Linked DNA regions of Mus musculus: region 1 is linked to region 2. Evidence: chromatin contacts called from public ChIA-PET data. All regions are on one chromosome and are shown on one strand. Each heading gives the region's core, a stretch centred on a gene start, on an enhancer-like site or on the middle of the called end of the contact. The rest is flanking DNA. Distances are from core to core; before and after follow the strand shown. Region 1 overlaps Chaf1b (chromatin assembly factor 1, subunit B (p60)). Region 2 holds the start of Dop1b (DOP1 leucine zipper like protein B).

Region 1 (6,449 bases), core at 1,328-3,827, 200 kb after region 2:
CCCCTGGAAATGGAATTACAGACAGTTGTGAACTGCCATGAATTGAACTCAGGACCTTTGGAAGAACAGCCACTTCTTACACACTGATGCTACCTACCTCTTACCCTGTCACATCCTCAGTGTCGCAGACGTCTGTCTCTTGACACGAGAACCAGCTGTGTAGATCCATTATTCCTCCTAGCTGTAGTCAGCGTCTCACTGGGCCACTTGTGCCTTTTTTTTTTTAATGTGTGTGTGTGTGTTTTTTTTAAAGATTTATTTATTTATTATATGTAAGTACACTGTAGCTGTCTTCAGACACACCAGAAGAGGGCATCAGATCTCATTACGGGTGGTTGTGAGCCACCATGTGGTTGCTGGGATTTGAACTCAGGACCTTTGGAAGAGCAGTCAGTGTTCTTAACCGCCGAGCCATCTCTCCAGCCCCACTTGCCTCCTTATTTCATGTCACCCTGACTCACAGAAGCCCTCCCTGCTTGCTAACCTTAAGTCTGTCAATGTTTCAGAGGCTCCTGGGGAGCCACCGGAGGAGCCTCCTGAACTGAAGAGACCCAGGCTTGAGGAACGTGAAGGAGATGCCCAAAACCTGGCCCCTGATGACTCTTCCAAGACTGTCTGAGCCTGCTATGCACCTGCGTGCAGAGGAGGCAAGGCCAAAGCTCGAAGGCTGGTGATGGTGGCCAAATAAACACTCATGAATTGGTTCACATAGAAAAAGTGTGTGTGCTGACTTCGCTGTAGCAGCCTGCATGCCCTTGTTCAGTCACCCCTTCCCATGGGTCTCTGCGTATTATGCTAGGCAAAGGCCTCTTTTGGATGAGTTTCTGAGACTGGGAAACCTGCTCTGCACCCTAATCCCTTCACTTGACAGACTTTACACTCTTGGTAGAGAGGAGGGCTAGGAGAAGACAGGGGCCATCTGTCCTACAAATGAGAAATTCAAGTGAGAGCATGCAGTGCTTCCAATGGCCACTGGAGGTCACTGTGCCCACTGACTCCGCTCAGAGGGCTTGATGGTTGGCTGCCTTGCTTGACCCTCCGTCTGAGCCTGCCCTTGTCTAGAGTTGTGGATCTGGTGGCAGCACCTTTGGATCACAGTGGGATGGGCTCAGAAAACAAGATAACATCAGTTCCTGTGTGGATTTGTGTTTCACTCGTTCAGAGTCAGGTACTGTGGGTGAGCCAGGCACAGCACACTCTTCAGGGCAACCAGCATTGAGAGCTTGCTACCCTTAGGGGAGCTGCGCGGTAACTGGAGGACACCCCACTGAAGGGCAAGTGGGATCTTTGGCCTCCGTAACTCCATAACACATCCAGATGTAACTACCCGAGGGACTCCACAGAACTGTTGATAAGGGTGTACACAGACCTGGGTAGGTTGGTAGTGAACAGGCGGCTGCTGCAGGCTCTGCTCCTGCCTGGACGGGGGCTGGGGAGGGGTGAATTCAGCCCTCAGCAGCTGGAGCAGTTCCAAAGCGCCATGCTTGCTTGCACCAGATGGCTTGCTCAGACTTGAGGAATTTTAAAATTTAAGAATATTTGCTATGCATGAGTGTTTTGCCTGCATGTATGTATGTGGATCACATGGGTGCCCAGGAAGGCTAGAAAAGGGTGTCTGATCTCCTGGAACAGGAATTACAGGTGGTGATGAGCTGCCTTGGGGGAAACTGGGAACTAAACTTGGGACCCTCTGCAGAGGCAGTGGGTACCATTAACCTCCAGGGATTTAACCCTTAATTGCATCTAAAAACTCTCCAACTCAACCTCCCAAATTAGCTACCAACTCGGGCCAGTGCTGGGAACTGAGCAAGTGCGCGAGGTTCAGTGAGGTAAACCAGCCTGGACCAGAGAGCAGATGGTAGCCTGAGTCCGGCTGGTTGGCCTCCTGGGTCACCTTGAGTAGAATCCCCACATCCCGATGCCCCTTGGAGCATACATACGACCCAAAGCACTTGTAGGTCAATCTGTGCCTGCTGCTGATTCTCACACAGCAGGCCCTTCCCTCCGCAGCCCCTCGCAGCTGCCTGCACTTCTATTGGCCTTTTTTTCCAGGCTAAACATCCTTGGGGAGAGGGGACCTTCAGACTTTCCAGCTCCCCATCCTGGGTGGAGGGAACTGTCTCTGCAGCCCAAGAGACACCATGGAGCCAGGAGAGGCCCATTTGTTCTTCTCTCAGGGAGGAGGAGCCTGGAGGCCGGCTATGGAGGGGTGCTGTTTCCTAGCTTGCTCAGCTTGCTTTTTTATAAAACCCAGGAACACCAGCCCAGGGATGGCATTGTAGCCGCCAGTGGCCACGGGCTCCTGGGTTCCTAAAAGGAAAGCTGTGGATGGATGGGAAGGACAGCGAGACAAAGTTCTCTGATCAAGGCTCAATATTTACTTTTGAGTCTGAACTCAAAAAGGGGGGAAACCCATCCCCCATATGCCAGGATCTTGTTCCCTTGTCAGGATCTCGGCAGGGCAGCCAGCTGAGGCTGCTCTGCAGGTAGTGGCTTCTTGCAGGAAGCTGCAGGTGTGGCAGACAATAGACTTTAGCTAGGTCGGAAGACTCCACCCCGGCTGTGGCAAACACAAGGTCTGAATCAGCCCACTCAAGGTTGGGGGAGGGCACGTGACATCACCCACAAAGAGCTGGGCCCACCTGCATTGCTCACTAAAAAGATGCCCTACAGCTGGATCTCATGGAGGCATTTTTTGTTTGTTTGTTTGTTTGTTTGTTTGTTTTCCGAGACAGGTTTTCTCTGTGTAGCCCTGGCTGTCCTGGCACTCACTTTGTAGACCAGGCTGGCCTCGAACTCAGAAATCCGCCTGCCTCTGCCTCCCGAGTGCTGGGATTAAAGGCGTGTGCCACCACGCCCGGCTTCATGGAGACATTTTTAAAATTGAGGCTTGCTCCTCTTAGATGACTCTTGTCAAGTTGACATAAACCCAGCCCGCACAGGGGCACAGAGAGGTGAGGTGCAGCTGGCTGCTCAGTGCTCAATGTCACACCTTTCTGGTTGGCTCAGCCTAAGTCACAGCTGGGTATGTGGTTTCCACAGCAGTCTGAGAACTTACTCCTGGGGCCTCTGCGTTCCCAGGGTCTCCTTTTATTTCTCCAGCCAGAGCTGGGTCCTCCCTCTCTTCTTGCACACATGTACTTACAAATGTACCCCCCCCCCCAAATCACACCAATCTGTTAGAAATGCCGATGTAAGTTTTAATAAAATATCAGGACATAGGTCATGTATAAATATGCCCGATAAAAAAAGATGAGTTTATTTTTAAAATCACAGAGCTTTCAACAACAGTTCAGACAAAAGCGTTATAAGAGCTCCTAATGTCCCATGGGCTTCTGCCAGCTTCCCTAGTTGAAAGAAGACAGCAAAGAAGCCATTTTTAATCTTTGTATTATTATTATGGTTTTATTATTATTATGGTTTATTATTATTATTGGAGGTTTTTTTGAGGTGGGATATTTCTATGTCATCCCAGTTGTCCTTGAACTGACAAAGACCCCCCCCCCCCCGCTTCTGCCTCTTGAGCGGTGGTATTAACAACGTGTTCCACAGTGCCGGGCAAGACGCCATTTTTTTAAGCCCTTCTATGGTGGTTATATTGATTTTTTTTGTTGTTTTTTAAGATTTATTTATTATTATTATATCTAAGTACACTGCTACAGTCCCTAATGAGATCTGACTTCGGACACACCAGAAGAGGGCGTCAGATCTCATTACGGAGGGTTGTGAGCCACCATGTGGTTGCTGGGATTTGAACTCAGGACCTTCAGAAGAGCAGTCAGTGCTCTTACCCGCGGAGCCATCTCGCCAGCCCGATGTTGATTGTTACTTGACAGGATCTTGGACACAAACCTTTGGCGTGTCTGTGAGGGGCTTGGGGGAATTCCATTTATTGAGGTGGGAAAGGGCCCCCTAACATGGGCAACACCATTCTGTGGGCTTGGGGTCTTGAACTGAATCAAAAGGAGAAAAAGGGGGTCAAGAGAGAAGGCTCAATGGGTTACCCCAACCCCGCCGACCTGAGTTTGATCCTCAGCACCTCCCTGGATCCCACGGATGAAAACAATACAAACACAAATGAACAAGCAGTGGAGAGGACCAGGTTCCCAGCCGTGCCTCTCCCTGTCCATCGGTCAGTTGCCCGAGTTATGTTCTACAGCAAGCGAGTCTGCTTTCACTTTAACCCTTTCCCTGAGAAAGCATTCAGTGACCATGAATTGCACCATCCGCATGAGGTCTGCCCAGGGTGGGCACCAAGGCCTCCGACCAGCTGTCACCCAGATGCCCTTCTGATGATGCTTTTAAATTAAACATTTAGGGTACATTTTTCTTTCGTTTTTTTGTTTTTAAATGTGTGTGCACCTGTATGTGTGGGCATTCATGTGCCACAGTGTGCGTGTGGAGGTCAGAGGACAACCTGTAAGAGTTGGTTCTCCCTTTCCACCACTCTGGTCCCGGGGATCGAACTCCCGTCTTTGGGCTTGGCAGCAGACCTCTATACCGATTGAGCCGGCTCACTGGCCTTCACTTTCAACCCTCTGTATCTCTGCTCCTCTCTGCTCCTTCCTCTTACTGTCTACCTTGTCCTTCAGAGAGTGATAAATCTTGGGCTCATCAGCCACCTTTCCGTCCAGTTTCCTGGTCATGTGTGGACTTTTCTGTTTCCCTCCCAAGGTACTTGGTTTGTAGTCTGGGAGGCATTTGCAGAGAGGGTTCATGTTTGCCTCAGCCTTGGCCCCCATCCAGCAGGGTTTTGACACAGTAACCTTCCCAGTGTAACTTCCTAAATAGACTGTTGCTGTAGTTTTTCTCTTTAAAATAAGAGGGGGGAGCCGGGTGTGGTGGCACACACCTTTAGGGAGGCAGAGGCAGGTGGATTTCTGAGTTCGAGGCCAGCCTGGTCTACAAAGTGAGTTCCAGGACAGCCAGGGCTATACAGAGAAACCCTGTCTCGAAACACCAAAAATAAATAAATTAAAAATAAAAATAAGAGGAGGGGGAAGAATTTTGTTTTTACATTTCCAACAGGCTGAACATTAATTTGTTTTTTTTTCCTCTTCAGTATTATTAGTTTTATTATTATTATTATTTCAGGTTGTGCTTGTAGTTTCTGTTGTACTTCCTAGAATTTGTGGACATTTGGGAATGAGAGGGAAGGCTTAGTGGGTAAGAACGAGCATTGCTCTTACAGAGGGCCTGGATTCCATTGCTAGCACCCACACTGGACAGCTCACAATCTTGTGTAATTCCAGCTCTGGGGGATCTGATGCCCCCTCTGTTCCCAGCTGCTCTGTACACACACACACACACACACACACACACAAACCTAAAAATAAAATAAATCTTTAATAGTAGCTGTAGGTTGACTGATTCCTTCCCTCTGCTTCAGGTTGGACCTTACCTGGTGCCCAGCCAATGGGGTAGCCTGTGGCAACAGAGGCCTTCTTTTCCGCTTACATTGATCCTAGTAAGTGCTGAGCAAATGGGTTTTTACGCTGAAAACAGATTCACACGTGACACGGGAGAGTCGTACGTTTGAAGGGACTCGGAGATGGCAGTCTTTACCCAGCACAAAGCTATGCTCTCAGCTGCCACGGGAACAAAAACGTATCCAGACCATCGGCGTTCATGGACTGACTGAGAAAATGAACCAGCACTGGGGGAGCTGTGCACGGAGCTGAACACACCCATCCTGACCCTAAGTGGCTGCCATACAGGTGATAAAGAAATGAAAGATATGTTATATCAGGGTGTGGTAAAGTTTGCGGGAAGGGGGGTGCCTAGGCGGGCCCATGCCAAGGCATTCCTTCCCCCTGAGGGACCAGCCACACGGCGGTATAGCATAGAATAGTTTATTCAGGGCACGGGGAGGGGAGTTAAAGAGGGTAGTAGAGGCAGGGAAAAACAGAGAGAGGGAGAGTAGAGAAGTCGAGACCGGCCATGACCACGTGGAGAAAGGAGGGAAGGGAATGGGGAGAGAGGGGGAGCAAGAGGGCAAGAGGCAAGAGAGGGAGGAGGGGGCAAGCGGCCCCTTTTAGAGTGGGCCAGGCCTCCCTGGCTGTTGCCAGGTAACTGTGGGGCGGAGCTTAGACAGAATGCTAACAGGCTCCTGGGATGAAAGCATCCTTACCCCAGCCTCCAAGGTCCATCGAGGAGTGTGTAGCGCACAGAATCTCTTCAGCGCAGACCCAAGCCATCACGCTAATTCACCCCCACCAGCCCTCCTCCTTGTCCACGCTTGATAATGTCCGTCTCTAAAGTTTTGTTTTGTATATATATATACAGGGTTTGTATATATATATATGCAGGGTTTCTCTGTATAGCCCTGGCTGTCCTGGAAATCTGCCTGCCTCTGCCTCCCAAGTGCTGGGATCAAAGGCGTGCGCCACCCCTGCCCGGCTGTCTCTAAAGTCTGATTCACTGCTGCCTCAATCTGGTTTAGGCACCTT
Region 2 (7,021 bases), core at 2,885-5,384:
TAGCTATGTGGCCAAGGATGGAGGTGAATTCCTGATCCCCTGACTCAGGCAACCAAGTACTGGGATTACAACTATGCACTGCTCTCAGTCCAATTCATATTTTTCTGGGGGGGGGCTCTCATGTAGCCCAGGCTAGCTCTGACGCTTCCACCTCCCAAGTGCTAGGATGGACAAACCATACACAGTTCAATTTTTCATGTGCATGTACGTGTATGCATGTTCACATGTGTATGTGTGAATAAACATGTGTATGCATGTGTGGAGGCCACATGTTGACATCAACTGTCTTTCTTGATCATTTTCCTCCATTTATACCTCAAGGCAGGTTCTCATGTAACTCAAGCTGGTATCAAACTTGAGATACTGCTGTTTCAGCCTTAGGTACATTTTCCCTTCCTTTTTTTTTCCTTTTCCTTTTGTGATGGTCTCACATAGCACAGGCTAGCCTCATTCTAGCTATGTGGCCAAGGCTGGAGGTTCACCACAGGCTAGCTAACTAGTTTGCTTGAAGATTCTGTTTCCACCTCCAAACTACTGGGATCACAGTGGGCTGCTATGCCTGCCCAGCATTCCATGGGTGCTGGGGATTTGAACTCAGCTCTTTATTCTTATTCAGCAAGTGCTTTTACCTGATAATCCATCACCCCAGCTATCTCCTTTTATTTCTTTTTCGGCAGGGAGGGGCTGAGCCAGGAGTGTGTGTGTGTGTGTGTGTGTGTGTGTGTGTGTGTGTACTCTTAGCTGTACTGGAACTTATTCTGTAGACCAGGCTGGCTTAGAACTCATAGACATCCTCCTGCCTCTGCCTCTGAGTGCTGTGATTAAAGACGTGTGCCACCACCGCCCGGCCATCTGTCAGTTCTTAATATTGTATATTTATTGCCAATCTTGATTATAAATTGAGATGTTCTTTTTCTTTTTTTTTTTTTTAACAGCTTACAAATTTTGAGTCAGCCAAGCTTTAACCCCTTCATCCCTGGATATAAATACTAGACATGTAGACGGTTTTAAATGCCTGCATGTGCTGGTTACACAAACGTCAATGTACCTGGGAAGAGGAGCCTTATCTGAGAAAAGCCTCCATCAGATTGCCTGTAGGCAAGTCTGTGGGCATTTTCTTGATTAATAATTGATGCACGTGGGCCCAGCTCCCTGGAGGTGGCACCACCCGGGCAGGTGATCCTGGAAAATATAAGACAGCTAGCTGAGCAAGCCAGTAAGCAGCATTCCTCCATGGCCTCTACTTCAGTTTCTGTCTCCAAATTCCTCCCTCAAGTTCCTGCCTGGCCTGAATTCACGGTACACTGTGCTAGGGACATGTAAGCAAAATAAACTGCTTTCTTCCAAAATTGCTTTTTGTCACCATGTTTTCTTATAGCAACGGAAACCCAGCTAGGGCACTGTGCCGTGACAGATTTGTATATGTTAGGTTTGGCCCAAGTGGGTGGGCTTTCTCATTACTGCTATAACACAATTCAATTCCCTCTGTTCAGTGGGCTGTGAGCTGGTTAAACCTTGAAGACTGTCAAGGGAAAAAAAAAAAAACCTAGCTGAGTGCTGTGGCGCATACCTTTGATCCCAGCACTCAGGAGGCAGATGTTTGTGAGTTCAAGGTCAGCCTGCTCTACTGAGCTACTTCCCTGTCAGCCAGAACTACAGAGAAACCTTGTCTCAAAAAGCCAAAACAAAACAAACAACAAAACATGCCAATTGTTGTTTGGCCATTTTGTCTAAGCTCTGAGATGAGAGTTTATCAAACCTTCACTGGGAAGTTAACTTTACTGAAATTAATGTTTTCCTGTTAAGTTGGCTCAATTCTTTGCTTCCCCACCCTTTCCATTTCAAGACCAGACATAAAAACCATTCCTGAGAAGACTAGAGTACTTGTATCTAGCAGATGGATGGAATAAAAGTTAGGGAACCAGACTTCAGCCATTTACATAACCCTTCCTGTTAGGGTTGTCATCTGGGTTTTGTTTTGTTTTTTACATTTAGTGTGTGTGTGTATGTGTGTGTGTGAGAAGACAGCTTTTAGAAGCTGGTTTTCTTATCCAAGAATCAAACTCTGAGCAGCAAGTGCCTTTACCCGATTAGCCTACTTGCCTTCCTGGATATATCTATTTTGGAATCTGATATAATCTATTTTTCCCAGAAAAAATATTCACTGAGCTTTATAAGCAATTACTAAATAGATTTGGATGGTGTCTTAGTTACTATTGCTGTGATGAAACACCACAACCAAAAGCAGCTTGGGGAGGAAGGGTTTGGCTTACTCTTCCATATCATGGTTCACCTTTGAAGGAGTCAGGGCAGGAACTCAAGCAGGGCAGGAACCTGGAGCCAGAAGCTGATGCAGAGGCCATGGAAGGTGCTGCTTACTGGCTTGCTCAGCTTGCTTTTTTTTTTTTTAAGATTTATTTATTATATGTAAGTACACTGTAGCTGTCTTCAGACACCCCAGAAGAAGGCATCAGATCTCATTACGGATGGTTGTGAGCCACCATGTGGTTGCTGGGATTTGAATTCCGGACCGTTGGAAGAGCAATCAGTGCTCTTAACTGATGAGCCATCTCTCCAGCCCTCAGCTTGCTTTTTTATAGAACACAGAACCAAACACAGAAGTGGATGCTCACAGTCAACTATTGGATGGATCACAGGACCCCCAATGGAGGAGCTAGAGAAAGTATCCAAGGAGCTAAAGAGATCTGCAACCCTGTAGGTGCAACATTATGAACTAACCAGTACCCCATAGTTCTTGACTCTAGCTGCATATGTATCAAAAGATGGCCTAGTCGGCCATCACTGGAAAGAGAGGCCCACTGGACAGGCAAACTTTATATGCCCCAGTAGAGGGGAACGCCAGGGCCAAAAAATGGGAATGGGTGGGTAGGGGAGGGTGTGGGAGGGTGTGGGAGACTTTTGGGATAGCATTGGAAATGTAATTGAGGAAAATATGTAATAAAAAAAATAAGAAAAAAAAAAAAAAAGAACACAGAACCACCAGCCCAGGTATGTCTTTACCCACAATGGGCTGGGCCCTCTCCATCAATCACTAATTGAGAAAATAAGGTTTTGTCTGCTTATAGCCAGATCTTATGAAAGTATTTTCTCCATCGAGGTTCTCTCCTTTCAGCTGACTCTAGATTGTGTCAAATTGGCATAAAACTAGCCAGCACTAGATAGCTCTTTCTAAAATTTTCATGGAATAGGCTATCACTGAAATAACCTTAGTCGGTAGAAGGCGCTGTTTCATCTGGCAGCGCTGCTGCTGGCGTCATCAAGACACGGTCAATGTCAGAGTGAATCCTGCCAGCTCCCAGACCCCATCACTCTTCGAGGATGCATGGACACCTTAACCCGGAACCCCCAAGCCTTCTGTTCCTGTTACCTGGGATTCTTCCTGCCTCCACCCCACGATGAAGATTGTGGGTGTGGTCCTGACGCAAAGCCCAAGGGTGCACGACACTGGGAAGGCCCTGCTCCCAGAGTCCGGAAAGCCCAGGGTTTTTTTTTTTTGTTGTTGTTGTTTTTTTTTTTTTCTCTTTTTTTTTTTTTATTAGGTATTTTCCTCATTTACATTTTCAATGCTATCCCAAAGGTTCCCCATACTCAGCCCCCTTCCCCATACCCACCCCCCAAGCCCAGGGTTTTACCTGCCTGTTTATGTGAGACCTTACCCGACTACATCGCAAGGCCACGCCCACCACTGGCCCCCCAAGTTTAGACCAGCCTCCAGCCCCAAAAACCCCGCCCTCAGAGACCCCACCCACCATCGGTCCACTGGCAGCTCCACGCGTCCAGAGCCCCGCCTTGAGCACCGAGGCCCCACCCACTCTGCCAGACCCCTCCCCCAACCCCTCCGCCTCCAAGTCTCCTCTTTCGCTCTCCGCCCTATGTGACTGACCAGGGCGCGGCCCCACGCCGCAGAGGCCAAACCAACCCCGCCACCAAGGCCCCGCCCACACGCCTAGAGTCCCGCCCACGAGGAGAGAGGCGCCGCCATACCGTTAAGGCTCCGCCCCCGTTCACGCGCAACGTCATGACCCCGCCTACAATGGCCCCTCCCAGTCACCGCTAAGGACCCCGCCCCACGCCGAGGGCCTGCCTCCAGGTCCCGCCCCCCGAGGTCCCGCCTTCCGGCCCCGCCCCCAGCCGCCCAGTTCCCGGGAGTGGCGGCAGCTGGGCGGAGGCGCAGCGATACCTCCGCCTTCGAGGTCTCTGCCGAAGCGCAGAGCCGCCTTGTCCCGCAGCCGACGGGCTCCGTCCCACGCCCACCGCCGAGGTCCGCGGCCGCCGGTAAGTGTGGTCCCCGCGGGCCCGGAGCGGCAGAGGCGTAGAGCTCGGGCGGTGGCGCGTCTGCTGCAGTGCGGGTACGGCCGCGCGTGGGTGTGGGCTTCAGACCCGGCCTTCTGCGCCTGGCAGGGTCCGTGCGAGCGGGCCTCGGGCCGCAGGTGGAGGTCGAATGGCCACCGCTGTCAGCCTAGCCGGCCCAGGGCCGTTCTGGAAGCTCAGCCTTTGTTGGGCAGGGCTTCCAGGTTCCCTAATGGTGTCCCAGCAGCCGGCGTGCACCAGCCAGCCTGCCCCTGCGCCGGCGGATAAGCCGCGGAGGAGGTGCTCACCCGGTGACAGCAGTCCCCATCTCGGGAAGCCTGTGTAGGGTTGTTGAGGACACCCCACCTTTAAAAGCTATTCCTGTGAAGTGTCAGGTGTCTTGCTTTTTTTCCCCCCTCTAGTGCTATTTGATCTCAGTGTAAAAGACCGAATTCAAAACTGGGCCAGTTGGTAAAGAGGGTTGATGCGCTGTAGAAGCAGGGACATTATCAGCAAGTAAATAGGAAGGCTGCTGATTGTCGGCTTTTACTGTGTTCATCATACTCCTTCCTTGTAAGCATGTTTACAACCGACTTCCGGATCCAGCAGATGGCTTTTGCGTCTTCACCTGAGCTTAGAAATTAGGAATGGGTAAGGCGAGAGCACTCCTACGAATGCTTTCTGTTTCAAGGTAAAGGTATCGGGTGCACGTGTGCATAGGGCTTTGCGTATTATCTTTTGTAGCCTCCATAGCGCTATCAGCCCACTGAACTGCGGTTGTATCTCACAAAAATAGGTGTTGGAGATGGCTTGTGAGAGGGGCTGTTTAGAGGTTGACCTAGCCATTGTATAACAGAACTGAGCCCGAATCCTATGCCTACCACTAATCCCTAATATCCCCATCTTTCGGCAGTAATGTCCCTTGTGGGACTCCAGTGTGTTTCGTAAGTGAAATCAGTGTAGAGCTGACACAGAAACTGTGTAGTGTTGTAATTCCCCATGCCCGTATTTTGAAGGGGTTCGCTTGAATAACCTCTGAGCTTCTTACCTGTGCAGTTGTGCCAGCATTGGGCCCTCACAGAGAAAGAACTGCACCTGCTGCCTGTTCATACCTGGCTGACAGCCTCCTTGCCAAGGGCAGCCAGGCGCTCTCTGTCATCCTGGACACTCACCGTCTCAGTGATGCAGCTCTTCCTGGCATCATGAGAGTCCACACCTGTGGGCTCCGAGGACTCCTTTGCTGATAGCTTGCCTTCCTCTTTCCTCTCTTGTCCAAACCAGACTCGGATAGCTCTGTGTGTGTGTGTGTGTGTGTGTGTGTGTGTGTGTGTGTGTGAGAGAGAGAGAGAGAGAGAGAGAGAGAGAGAGAGAAGAGAGTGTGTGAGTGTGTATGTGTGTGTGAGAGTGTGTATGTGTGTGTAAGAGAGTGTATGTGAGTATGTGTATGAGAGAGAGTGTGTGAGTGTGTGTGTGTGTGTGAGAGAGAGAGAGTGTATGTGAGTATGTGTATGAGAGTGTGTGAGTGTGTGTGTGAGAGAGAGAGGAGAGAGAGTGTGTGAGTGTGTATGTGTGTGTGAGAGTGTGTATGTGTGTGTAAGAGAAAGAGTGTATGTGAGTATGTGTATGAGAGTGTGTGAGTGTGTGTGTGTGTGAGAGAGAGAGTGTGTATGTGAGTATGTGTATGAGAGTGTGTGAGTGTGTGAGAGAGAGAGAGAGAGAGAGGAGAGAGTGTGTGAGTGTGTATGTGTGTGTGAGAGTGTGTATGTGTGTGTAAGAGAAAGAGTGTATGTGAGTATGTGTATGAGAGTGTGTGAGAATGTGTGTGTGTGTGTGTGTGAGAGAGAGAGAGAGAGAGAGAGTGAGTTGCAGCCAATCTTTGGGCTTCCTTTCTCAGGAAAGACATCCTTTTTATTTTGAGGCAAAGTCTCTCCTTGAGCCGGGAGCCCAGGTTAGGCCAGGCTGGTGGACAGAGCCCTGTGCTAGGATTACAAATGTGTACCCAGCACATCTGGCCTTTCTATCTGGGTTGTGGGGATGGTTCAGGTGCTCAGCACTTACCTGACTGAGCCACCTCCCCAGCCCAGACTCAGTCAGTATTCTAGCCTACCCTCTGTCACCTCATGTCAGCCTTATTCAGCTGCAGTTATTTAAGTAGTTCCTCAAGTTAGACTAGAGACCCAGTCCTGCTTGAGAATCTTTGTTCTGGGACACTTAATAAACAAACTATGCTTGGGATATTTCAGGACTGCTGTTGTATTGGAGTTCAGACTGAAAATTCCTTAGAGGAACAGGGGGTGGGGGTGGGTGCAGGGAGCTTATAGACTTTGTGGCTATAGCAACTTTGTAGACTTGGCAGAATAAAAGCACTGCTGCTCTGATCGCCACCCTTTCCTCCTGTTTTCACAAAGCAAGAAACCTAGTATTTCAGAAAAAAGCTTACAGGTCCTCCCGAGAGTGAATCTTGTGGGTTCATTTGCATAGGCAGCAGCAGCAGCAGTGTGGAGGGATGCGTCTCTCTGGGAACACACCCAGTACAGTGAAGGGAGCAGAGGGTGGAGCCTTGTAGAATGAGGGAGGCATTGGTAATGAGGAGAGCTTTACATGGGCAACAAGAGGATTCTGGGAGTGCCACGCGAGAAACTGGGAGAGGGAGAAGAATGAGAGTGAGAGACTGGACACTTGCAGGACAGAGGGACAGGCAGAGGCAGAG

Evidence for each region. ChIA-PET counts read pairs in DNA pulled down with a chosen protein or histone mark.
Region 1: a contact with region 2 is called in an RNA polymerase II ChIA-PET map of memory CD8 T cells, with 88 read pairs. The contact joins the enhancer-like site here to the promoter of Dop1b in region 2. A contact is called at or near these places in 1 of 39 promoter capture datasets (pre-B cells), 2 of 484 Hi-C or Micro-C datasets (bone marrow-derived macrophages and embryonic stem cells), 3 of 115 datasets of contacts at active chromatin or transcription factors (embryonic stem cells, memory CD8 T cells and pancreatic cancer cells) and 4 of 9 other capture datasets (adipose tissue, embryonic stem cells, liver and 1 more).

Annotation. Positions count from the first base shown.
Region 1 is chr16:93,905,399-93,911,847 of GRCm38.p6, forward strand. It overlaps Chaf1b (chromatin assembly factor 1, subunit B (p60)), which reads left to right. Exons shown (of 14, transcript NM_028083.4): 14 at 507-708. The coding sequence ends at 619. Among named protein-coding and RNA genes, the nearest start is that of Gm31012, 21 kb to the right of the region's middle. Within about 2 kb of position 2,578, at least 63 of the 459 cell types and tissues checked have an H3K27ac peak or open chromatin away from gene starts, as enhancers often do. A contact at or near this core is called in embryonic stem cells and memory CD8 T cells, where this site is marked.
Region 2 is chr16:93,707,773-93,714,793 of GRCm38.p6, forward strand. It overlaps Dop1b (DOP1 leucine zipper like protein B), which reads left to right and starts at 4,135. Exons shown (of 37, transcript NM_027293.1): 1 at 4,135-4,296. It overlaps Gm41501 (a long non-coding RNA gene), which reads left to right. Exons shown (of 3, transcript XR_876265.3): 3 at 936-1,860.